Linked DNA regions of Podarcis muralis: region 1 is linked to region 2. The links are chromatin contacts, called in public Hi-C maps. All regions are on one chromosome and are shown on one strand. The core of a region is the stretch at or near the end of the contact, and the rest is flanking DNA. Distances in the headings are between cores, read along the strand shown.

What was found. Hi-C and Micro-C count contacts between places; a contact is called where the count stands out from the background.
Region 1: a contact with region 2 is called in a Hi-C map of tail, with 2.7 times the contacts expected there. The contact joins the promoter of LOC114594508 here to the promoter of POLH in region 2. A contact is called at or near these places in 2 of 3 Hi-C or Micro-C datasets (blood and tail).

What each region holds. Positions count from the first base shown.
Region 1 is chr3:39,445,026-39,450,825 of rPodMur119.hap1.1, reverse strand. LOC114594508 (zinc finger protein 318-like) reads right to left here and starts at 3,237. Exons shown (of 9, transcript XR_013392177.1): 1 at 3,028-3,237; 2 at 609-802. LOC114594512 (a long non-coding RNA gene) reads left to right here and starts at 3,429. Exons shown (of 3, transcript XR_003706002.2): 1 at 3,429-4,102; 2 at 4,695-4,783.
Region 2 is chr3:39,272,481-39,277,746 of rPodMur119.hap1.1, reverse strand. It overlaps POLH (DNA polymerase eta), which reads left to right and starts at 3,169. Exons shown (of 11, transcript XM_028724328.2): 1 at 3,169-3,231; 2 at 4,363-4,540. It overlaps XPO5 (exportin 5), which reads right to left and starts at 3,612. Exons shown (of 32, transcript XM_028724323.2): 1 at 3,381-3,612; 2 at 649-770. The coding sequence starts at 3,485.

The DNA.
Region 1 (5,800 bases), core at 1,988-4,487, 170 kb before region 2:
TGTTTGGGCAGTGAAAGCAAATTATAATATAGATCTTCACACTGTTTCTGCACCTGCAGGTACATGCGAGTTTAAAATAGCAGCTAAATTGTCATGAGGTGAGAAGAAATTTACTAGAAGGGTGTTTCATCATTTTGTTTTTCAACTGGGGTTCATTTTTAGAAAAGAAGCTGTTTCCATTCCACATCTACTCTCATGGTTTCCTTAGAATCCACTGAAGACAAAACTGTTAGAAAAATTCAAAGTAGTAGATGTAAAAACTAATGATTTCAGTCAAACAAAAGGTTTTCAAAACTGAGCTATGTACTTTTTATCCATCTCCATCCTGCTCTTATTTGTAAAAAGGCTGTATGAAATTAAACGGAGACATGTTTTCAATGCCTCTCTTTAATTCCTAACATTTTAAATCCATACCAAGGGAGGTATGAAAAATATGTCAATAAGAGAGCTAAATACGTCTGTCCTATATGTGAGATTCCCAACATGTCCTATACATTTCCCACAACCTCTTACAACCAGGTTGTGGGGTTTTATATTACCCATGGGACAAGAACCAAGAAAGATAACCAAGGTTAATTATGAGAGACTGGCCTTCAGAGAAGCCTTACCTGTTCACATCACTCAAACTTGGAGAGCGTTTGTCTGGAGAGTGAGAGCGTTTGCCCGGAGAGTGAGAGCGCTTGCCCGGAGAGTGAGAGCGCTTGCCCGGAGAGTGAGAGCGCTTGCCCGGAGAGTGAGAGCTCTTGCCCGGAGAGTGAGAGCTCTTGCCTGGAGAGTGAGAGCGCTTGCCTGGAGAGCGTCTCTACAATTAAAATAACAAGACATCAGAATTCTTACGGCCAAGTAAGTTACTATGGGGCAGGGGGTTCATGATGCTATTTAAGAAATAAGCCAATATTAATGCAGTATGCAAATTTTACTACAATTGATGTGGATTTGAAAAACACTACATGCATCTAATGTTTATAATGTGCAGTGAAGACATCTGATAATATGTACACCAACAATGTAATGAGACAATGCAGCTAAATTGACAATTGTATCATTTAGAAGAATAAGAAGCCTCCCAATTTATTGCCAGTGACATAAACCACCAAAAAACCACTGTCCACCCCCATTTTTCACAGAAAAGCGGTCAATTCTAGGAATGGGTTGTTTCTTAAAATTAATTAATAATGGAACAGGGGGATAGCCCATCATTCGAATAGGGCACTTCCAAGTTCTAATAGACATTTTTAGATAGGTGAACTTATCTCTTGGAAGTATTTATCTCCTCACTCTGCTTCCTCCTGATATCTAGAGAATCAAACCTCAGTTTATTAAGCCAAGATATGTGCAGAGTCACAAATCCACATGCAGCTTGCTCAGCTCCCTGTTCCCAAAGCCAGGCATCAAAACTAACAGCAGTGTACTGTTACATCCAAACACTGGCTTCCAAACAAGACAGGAACTGGAAGCAAATTTTATTTCAATGGCTTCATATTCTAGCCTCCTTGGAAGCCATTGACTAGCTTTCCAATTATTTGTTAACAGAATAACTATGGTTAACTGGTTTCCTGGCATGTTTCCCACTTGAACAAAGGGGGCAGGGGACCAAAGAGATTGCATGCAGGTTCAGTAAATTGATGCATATCTCAGCTCATTAATCATCCAAATGCAGCCTCTTTTCTTCTTCATCTCTCCCCCAGCCTTTAAGATCTTTAAGTATTTGGTTATTGACAAATATGAAAAGTGAAGCACAATCACTTCCAAAGGCTAATCTTCTCTGAAATTCAGAGTTTGATCCATCCTAACCATGACTATCCATTAGCTGTGTTGATTTTGGTTGAAATAATTTTCAAGTAATCCAACCAGGTTTTAGGCGCCCAATATGCCTTAGCAGCCATTCTACTTTTCAAATTCATTTAACGATCCACGAACCTTTGGTAAAAATAAACCTAAGCTCCTCCCCACAACAAGCCAAGTCTACAGGTATTGCCTTAACCTGTTAAGCGTATTTTGTGTGTGGGCAAAAATCACCGGCCACTTTCCTTCATGTAGAAATGAAGGAAAGAAAGGAGTGTGCAGCTCAACCTGAGAAGGGTCTACTCAGAGGTCTTACTAAATCCAAGGTGATTTCCTCTCAGATGTAGGATACACAGGGCTGTTGCACATTTCATGTTTCTCTACTTTGAGGCAAAGCTTCCCCTCCAGCTGTCATTAAGCCTTTCGACCTCCTTCACATCACCACAGAGCCAAGGCTGGGATCGCGGGTAAGATTGCTTAGGGATGCTCAAGGTTGCTGGGCGCATGCCCAGAAATGTGGGCCATGATGTTATATATAACTAAGTTGGGGGCAGGAAAACGGCTGGCTATTCCAGCAAGTGGCAGTTAGGTGCGAGAGTTGGGGGATGCTCCTTGGGGAAGGTACAGTGGTACCTCGGATTAAGTACTTAATTCGTTCCGGAGGTCCGTACTTAACCTGAAACTATTCTTAACCTGAAGCACCACCTTAGGTTGGGGCCTGCTGCTGCCGCCGCGCTGCCACAGCACGATTTCTGTTCTCATCCTGAAGCAAAGTTCTTAACCTGAAGCACTATTTCTGGGATAGCGGAGTCTGTAACCTGAAGTGTATGTAACTTGAAGCGTATGTAACCCGAGCTACCACTGTACTGAGGCAAGCGGGCGGCAGTTACCCCTGGACGCTGGGGAGGCGAAAGAAGAGGAGTTTGGATTTGATATCCCGCTTTATCACTACCCGAAGGAGTCTCAAAGCGGCTAACATTCTCCTTTCCCTTCCTCCCCCACAACAAACACTCTGTGAGGTGAGTGGGGCTGAGAGACTTCAGAGAAGTGTGACTGGCCCAAGGTCACCCAGCAGCTGCATATGGAGGAGCGGAGACGCGAACCCGGTTCACCAGATTGCGAGTCTACCGCTCTTAACCTCTACACCACGCTGGCTCTCGGAGGCGGCTTAAATTCGCTCAAGCCGGGCCAATTCCCCAACCCGCAACCCCCTCAGCCTCCGCCGCCACGGGCAGAGCGTACCCGACTACTGCGGCGCGAAGGCGGCGACCGGCGCGAAGAGCGTCCGCTGGAGCGCGAGCGGTGCCGGCGGCGGCTCCGCGGAGACCGGGAGCGCGAACGCGAGCGCGAGCGGTGCGAGCTGCGGCCTCGAGCCGAACTGGAGCTGGATCCGCTGGCTTTGGACCGGCTGGAAGACGGCTTGCTCGAACGGCTGCTGCTGGCGCGGTGCATCACGACAACAGCAGCGCCTCCGCCGCCACCAAGGCCGCTCTCGCCAGCTCCCTTCCCAGCCCCCAGCCCCCGCTCTGCGCACGTATCAACTGCCCCCGCTCCTCGCGCGCGCACGTAGCACCGGACGCAAACGCTGCTTGCGCGGGCGGGGAAGACACTTCCTTCCGACGTCCTTACAAAATGGCGGCGGCGGAACTCGAGTCACGTGGCCTTTGCGCCTGCCAGGGGCTGTAAAGTATTCTCCCAGACGCTAGAGGCCGCTGGTGGGGGAAAAGATACAGTATATCAGTGGGCTCCGTCCGGCCTGGTAACTCAGAGTTCATAGAGAGAAAACGTGTAGAGCAATATACCCTGAGTTTCCCGTTCTCCTTTTAATGTGTTCTGTTTCAACAGTGGTCTGCGAGAATTTCAGCTGATTCAGAACACGGGCTTCCTCTGGCTCTCGTGTCATTTGATCACTGATCTGTATATAGGCGGATTTCTGAGGAAACGCCCAAGAAAGCAGGGGGCTTGCAATGTTTAGTTGGCTGACCAAAAAAGGCTGTCCTCCAATTAATCAGTCCTCAGATGTAAAATAATAAAAATCGTAATGAAAACTAAATTGTTGTAAATATGCAAACGGAAAGTATCGTTTTAAAATGATAATAAGGGGGGGGGGTGACTCTTCTAATCCGATTATAGGAAGGTGCCCTATTGCAGCTCAGAATATTTGTCCATTTACTTCAGCGTTGTCTACTCTGACAGCAGCTCTCAAGGTCCTGGACAGAGATATTTCACATTGCCTGATAGATTTCTGCTTGACATCCTGAAAAGATGCTGCCCCACCAGCTCTGACTCATTGTCATTGTACACTGATTAAAACCAAGTAAGATAGCTTTTTGTTCCCCTTGTTCTTATTCATATACTGATTTAAGATTTGACTGATTAAAATTCATATTATTAACCAACTGCTGTTTTAAATCTTTTCATTGTGCTGTTCTAATGGTCTTATTTTTATTACATATTTTAATTGTGAATGTTTATCTCAGTGCCTTAATTAACTTGTTTTATTATATATTTTAATTATGTATCATTGGTTTTATACTTATAAACCAGTAAGAGGCCATCTTGGAAATGAAGTAGTATATAAATTAATAATACTATTTATATAATCAGATTCATAAAATAGTATTCACCAAACAATGTTGGAAACCTAATACCTTAAATGTGTTTGTGTTTATTTTAGACATGATTTCCAAGCTGAATCGGAGTCTTTGATTTTGTATCTGGCAGAAATTTTGCAGTTGCAATTTTTGTACACCTGTTCTTGTTCTAAACTGTCAGGATGATGTGAATCATGCTCACTTTCTAAACGGAATATGCATATCTGTTTTGTTCGCTGTCCATTTGACTAGGTGCTCCTTACATAATGACACACTCTGAGATTATTCAATTCATTGTCCCAAACTTTCATCAAGGTGTCATCTGTCCGGTGCATACTGTGAAAAGATCGTTTGAGTTGTGCATACTTTGTGAGCTTCTCTGAGAGCAAGAGTGAACAAGAGAGGTAGGTACTGAATAAGATATATAGTACACATTAGAAAGTTGCTAAGGGGCAGAAACTAATATGGAGGAGGGTCCATAGGTTGGTAGTAAGCACATTCTAGCAACCACTACCGCTCAAAGTAGATTAGCCTTTCCCAACCTGGTGCCCTCCAGAGGTTTTGAACCTTAATTCCCATCAACCATAGTCAGCATGCACTGGCTGGGGCTGATGCAATTGTAGTCCGAAGCCTCTTGAAGTCGTTAGCTGGGGAAGTCTGGAGTAGAAATTACTGGGCTCCATGGACAAATGCTGGGCTAGATGGTTCAGCAGCTTCCTATGTTCCTGTACGGACGCAGGTGGCACTGTGGGTTAAACCACAGAGCCTAGGACTTGCCGATCAGAAGGTCGGCAGTTTGAATCCCTGTGATGGGGTGAGCTCCCGTTGTTCGGTCCCAGCTCCTGCCATCCTAGCAGTTCGAAAGCACAAAGTGCAAGTAGATAAATAGGTACCGCTCCAGCGGGAAGGTAAACGGCGTTTCCGTGAACTGCTCTGGTTCACCAGAAGCGGCTTAGTCATGCTGGCCACATGACCTGGAAGCTGTCTGCGGACAAACGCCGGCTCCTTCGGCCAATAAAGCGAGATGAGCGCTGCAACCCCAGAGTCGGTCACGACTGGACCTAATGGTCAGGGGTCCCTTTACCTTTACCTTATGTTCCTGTACAGTTTTAAACCCTATTTAACTGAATTTTGTCTGCAAGTAGTCCAGAAGCTCCTACTGTATAGAAAAGTAGGATGAGATAAATGCAGTTTAATTGTTGCAACTGTTGGCTCAGGAGTTACCCACCTTGAGTCGTTCTGATACGGATAAACAGAAAGGAATTTAAAACATTATGGTACTCTTTTGGTTTGAGTCTGCCATTGCCATATTAAACTTGAAATACGTTGAATGGTTGAACCTATTCTCTGGACCATCTGTCCAGAAGGAATGCAAAGTGCAATTGAGGACACGAATTACAGTACCCGCTTATGCAGGGTGG
Region 2 (5,266 bases), core at 1,920-4,419:
AACAACCAGTTCCGGGTTTGCGGTGTTCGGGAGCCAAAACGTCAGAGTTCCAGGGCGTTCAGGATCCAAGGTATGACTGTACTGGAAACCAGTTGCTGGGTAGCAACAGTGGAAAGGGCTACAAGCTCTGCTTGTGGACTTCTCAACAATCATCTGGCTGCCCAATGTTGGAAACAGAACTCTGGAATAGGTGGCCCTCTCATCTGATCCAGAAAGGCTTCTTTTATAGTATCTGTCATCAACACAGACCCCTCTGGAAACAGTCAATAATGAACAATACCTAGCACAGCTGAGAAAACAGGCAGGAGTCAATACAAGACACACACACACACACACACACACACACACACACAGATAAGGTGGTGTTAGTTTGCTAGAAACAGAGAGGAAGTTGAATCTCTAGACAGCTCAGCAAAGAGAAAAGTGGGATCTCCATATAACGGAGTGATCTTGTTGCTGAACTAACACAAAAAATACTGATTATAAATTCCTTATTCAGCTTGTCACTGGGTTTCCCTTGCTATATATAAACTGTAGAGGTATTAACAACCAGAGATAATTATGGTGACAGGTGCATGCCTGATTTTCTGCTAAAAAGCTCTCAAAAGTTGCAATGCCACACCACTTGCTTTGCATTCACTTCCTTACTTCACCACATGCTCCAGAATCTGAAGACCAAAGTGTCTGACAATAGCAGTCTGTGTTATCTCGGCCAACTTCAGTCCACAGGGAACACATACTGGGCTCTTTTCTTTAAACTCTTCACAGAACTGAAAAAGAGCAAGAATTATTTTTTTAAGCAAACAAGAACGTTCATATTTAATTATTTATTACATTTATATCCTGCCTTTCCTCCAATGAGCTCAGGCATCCCACATGGCTCTTCCCCAACCTTTTATCCTTACCATAACCATGTGAAGTAGGTTAGGCAGAGATGCATAACTGAAGGTTTGAACCTGGGTCTCCACAGCTCTAGCCTACCCATTATACCACACTGGCTCAAAAAATATCCGCCCTCCAAGATAATGCAGAGAAAGATGTGTGAGAAGGCCAGTTTTGGTTTTCAAATAAACTGTTCCTAGAAAGGAAATCCCTTCACACTTGTTTTGAGAATATAAAGGGCTTGCTAAGGCAACAAAGCATATGGTACTGAAATGTGCACCAACTGTCAAAAATCTGAAGCATATAATGGTTTTGAATACAACCTTTAGGGTTTATAACCAGTAAAACTGCTGTTCTTCCTACTCCTTTTTTCACCTTCTATTTTAATATGTGAAACACACACACACAAATCTCAGTGGACTCCTCCTTCCCCCATACTTGGGGGGGGGGGGGTTCCCATGTAAGAACTGATAAGTTCTGTGCTACATAGACAACTGTGCACACATCAATTGTATCACGCCCACTTCAGCTTTATTTTGCCTGTCTTCTCTCTGGTAATTTCATTTATTGTGTCAATTCACAAAGCTTGTAACCAAAACCATTCTCCCTTCACCAAGTTAGAGCACTTCTCCTCAATTGTCTATATACATTAATTCATTGCTTTCTGCATCAACCTCAAGTTGCTAGAGATTACGCTAAAGGCTGTCTGCTATTCCCTCATATAAGTCTCTTATCTCTCTAGTGTCTCTCACTGCTGTTTATGCCTCTTTTATTCCATTTTCCTACTCCTGTCTTTGCTCATCATTCCACAACCATTATGCCACCAACATCTTTCCCCTCCTGGTTTAACACCCTTTGCAGAAATCCTGCTTCTCTGGGGCTATCCTAGTATCACCTTGAATGGAAATGGAAATGCAACCAATGTTACTCTGCTTCATCCAGGGTTGTGTCATCTCCTTTAACTCTGGCAGGGCTCTTCTGTGCACAAAACAGAGAGAACCTATTCAAGTAGAAATACCAGGGAGGTTGGACCTAGTGGGTCCCCACTCTGCCACGAAGCTGACTGGGTGATCTTGGCCCAGTCACTACCTCTCAGGCTAACCTACCTCACAGGGTTGTCATCAGGACAAAATGGGGAAGAGGTAAACTATGTACACCACCTCAAACTTCTCGGAGCTGCCTTCCCCAGCACTTCTACTACTGGATAGATTTCACATACTCAGGAACCAAACGTTTTGTGTCTTTTGTAGGAAATGTATACTTTTTGTGCGTTCTGCAATGGGATATAAATGCAACACAGAAACAAAACAAAAAACTAGTGTGGCTTTACATGACCTGCATCTGTTGATTTTTAATTTGTCAGCGCAGTTGGACTCTTGGGTGGGGTACGGAGTGAGAGAAAGAAGGTGGCAATCCTAATATAACAATCCCTGCCCCTCCCCAAGCATTCTTTCCCCTTTTACATCTGCCTGCTTCTTGGGAGAAAAGCAATGACAAACCTAGACAGCATTTTAAAAAGCAGAAACATCACCTTGCCAACAAAGTTCCATATAGTTAAAGCTATGGTTTTCCCAGTAATGATGTATGGAAGTGAGAGCTGGACCATAAAGAAGGCTGATTGCCAAAGAATTAATGCTTTTGAATTATGGTGCTGGAGGAGACTCTTGAGAGTCCCATGGACTGCAAGAAGATCCAACCTCTCCATTCTGAAGGAAATCAGCCCTGAGTGCTCACTGGAAGGACAGATCGTGAAGCTGAGGCTCCAATACTTTGGCCACCTCATGAAAAGAGAAGACTCTCTGGAAAAGACCCTGATGTTGGGAAAGATTGAGGGCACAAGGAGAAGGGGACGGCAGAAGACGAGATGGTTGTTCTTGAAGCTACCAGCATGAGTTTGAACAAACTGCGGGAGGCAGTGGAAGACAGGAGTGCCTGGTCCATGGGGTCACGAAGAGTCGGACACGACTAAACAACAAAATCTGCCTTGCACTGTCGAGATCGCACCCAGCGGGCACACTCACACATTGCCACACTCCCAGGCCAGCGCGGAGAGTCCGCGGAGGAGGCAAGGGGTTTTTTTTTGCCCCCGCTCACCGCTGTAGGAAGCCGGCCATGCAGGATGCTCAGCCCCCTGCAATGGAGACACCCGGCCACGTGGGCCCCAGGGCGGGCGAGGGGGCAGCATGGCCGTGGAGCGACACCACACTCTGGAAGAAGAGAGGCCGAGGCTCCCCACGGCGGGGCAACCCCTTTCGAAAGCGGAGAGGCCTCGGGGGGCAGAAACCGCCGCAGTTTCTGCTTTGCATACGGAAAGCCAACGAGGCACGACCTGCATCCGAAGGAGCAGCGGTGCGAGGGGCGCACGGGAGTCCCGAGCTGGCGCCGGCCATGTGTCTGCCTGCCACCCATCCCGGCTCCCCTCAGGCAGCCCCCCGCCCCAAAAACAACCCCGCGCCCGGCCTCAGGGGGCTCTTCGGGAGGCGGAGGCGCGGCGGTACCTTGAGGGCCTCCAGGCGGTACCGCTGCGTGGAGGCCGGGTCCATCATCACCGTCACCGCCTTCACGAGCTGCTCGCAGAGGGTGCTCACCGGGTCCCACGACATGGCGCTGCGGGGCTGGGGTGGGGGCAGGGGGGGAGCGGGGGGAGAGGAAAGCCGCTGTTGCCCCGGGCAACCGGGCTCGAGGAGAGTAAGGGGAGCAACGCTGCGCCGGGTGCGACGGCCAAAGTGGCGCAGTGCGCAGGCGCAGGCGACCCCGGCGACCTTTTTTCGCACACGCTTCTTAAACGCCGGCAGTGAATGCGATAGTAGCTCTACGGTCGTCATGTAGAGATAGGAAAGTTTAGAGAGGTTTCGTTGTTTGACGTGGAACTTTCGGGTTGCTTCAGGCTCGCTCCTGTAATCTCTCTTTTAAAAAAAACAAAAAACTTTTAGCCCACGCATCTTTCTCATAAAGTAAGACTTGAACTAGAAATAACACCCCTCTCTGCCTCTACTTTTTATTGTAGGGGGGAATACTTTGCCGACCCCGTTCAGCTAACATAATAGATTTCAGCTAGTTTTCTAGTTTTCTTTTCTTCGTAGGGACGAAAGTAACTCTTTCCCTAGAAAGTGACTCTTTCAGCTAGAAAACTAGCTGAAAGAGTTACTTTCGTCCCTAGGAAGAAAAGAGAAGTCTAATGAGCCCCATGAGTTTGCTTTTTGTGTATGTCCGCAGTAAATCTATGCATCAATTGGAAAAATAATAAGCGGCATTACCCGATTCTGACGTGTAGTGATAGAATTGTAAAGTAATGCATGCGTGCTTTTTTATTTTATTTTAAATTGGGGTTACTGTCAGCTTCCAATGTCCCTGAACGAGCAGCTGTCACTTTTATCCCTCTCCGAAAGTGATCACACGACCGGGGGTGGAATTCAGAAAATCCACTGAGCAGCTCAAGGAATTGTCAGTCTAACATTTCTACATCTATCATCCCGCTAGTTTGGTGAAGGAGAGTCGCGTCACGGTGTCCCTGAAAGAATGACGTAATCGATGGCCCTTCCACTACGGGGCGGAGGGAAATCCGTTCTCGGTCTAACCCGTGGCCTTCTTTTCCCCTCCGAAGACTACATTTCCCAATATGCATTGCTGTATAAGCAACTGCGTTCGAGGCGCAAAGGTAGTTAAAGGCATGCTGGGAGTTGTAGTCCTTTAGGCGTGAAGGCGGGAGTTTTAGCGGCTGAGGCAGCTGAGCTGTTGCCTGGGCTTGTTCAGCCTCCGCGCATCGCACCTGCGGCCCTCAAGCCGAACCCGGCTCCGTTCTTCGCCTCCTTGCCGTGGCGGCCCCGCGTGGCCCGCCATGTCTCGCGGGCGGGAGCGGGTGGTGGCTTTGGCGGACATGGACTGCTTCTACATGCAGGTGGAGCAGCGCCTGGAGCCCAGCCTGCGCGGGAAGCCGTGCGCCGTGGTGCAGTACAAGACGTGGAAAGGCGGCGGGTACGGAGCTGCTGCTGCTGCTGCTTGACCCTGCTAGCTTTGCTGCTCTGCTCGTGTCGGCGGAATGAGGTGGGAGGAGGAGGATCTTGACGCGGAGGAGCTGGGGGAAAGGGGCCGTGCCGCTCAGTGGTCAGAGCAAAAGGCTTTAATCGCCCGCACCCCCAGGGAGGGCTGACAAATCCAGAAATCCTGCCGAGTTGCTGCTGCTGCCGCCGCCACAATCGTTGATGATCGATCGATGTGGGGTCGATACTGTATAGGGCGGCTTCCTGAGTTGCCTCCCCACCCCAACTGCTTCATAATGCTCCTTCCTGTGACCCATGTTTCTGTTTGTTTTCTCTACCCGCTCTCCCCAAAATGATAGGATGCATTCCTGCACACTCCCAGTCTAAAATGGACTTTGATTTTC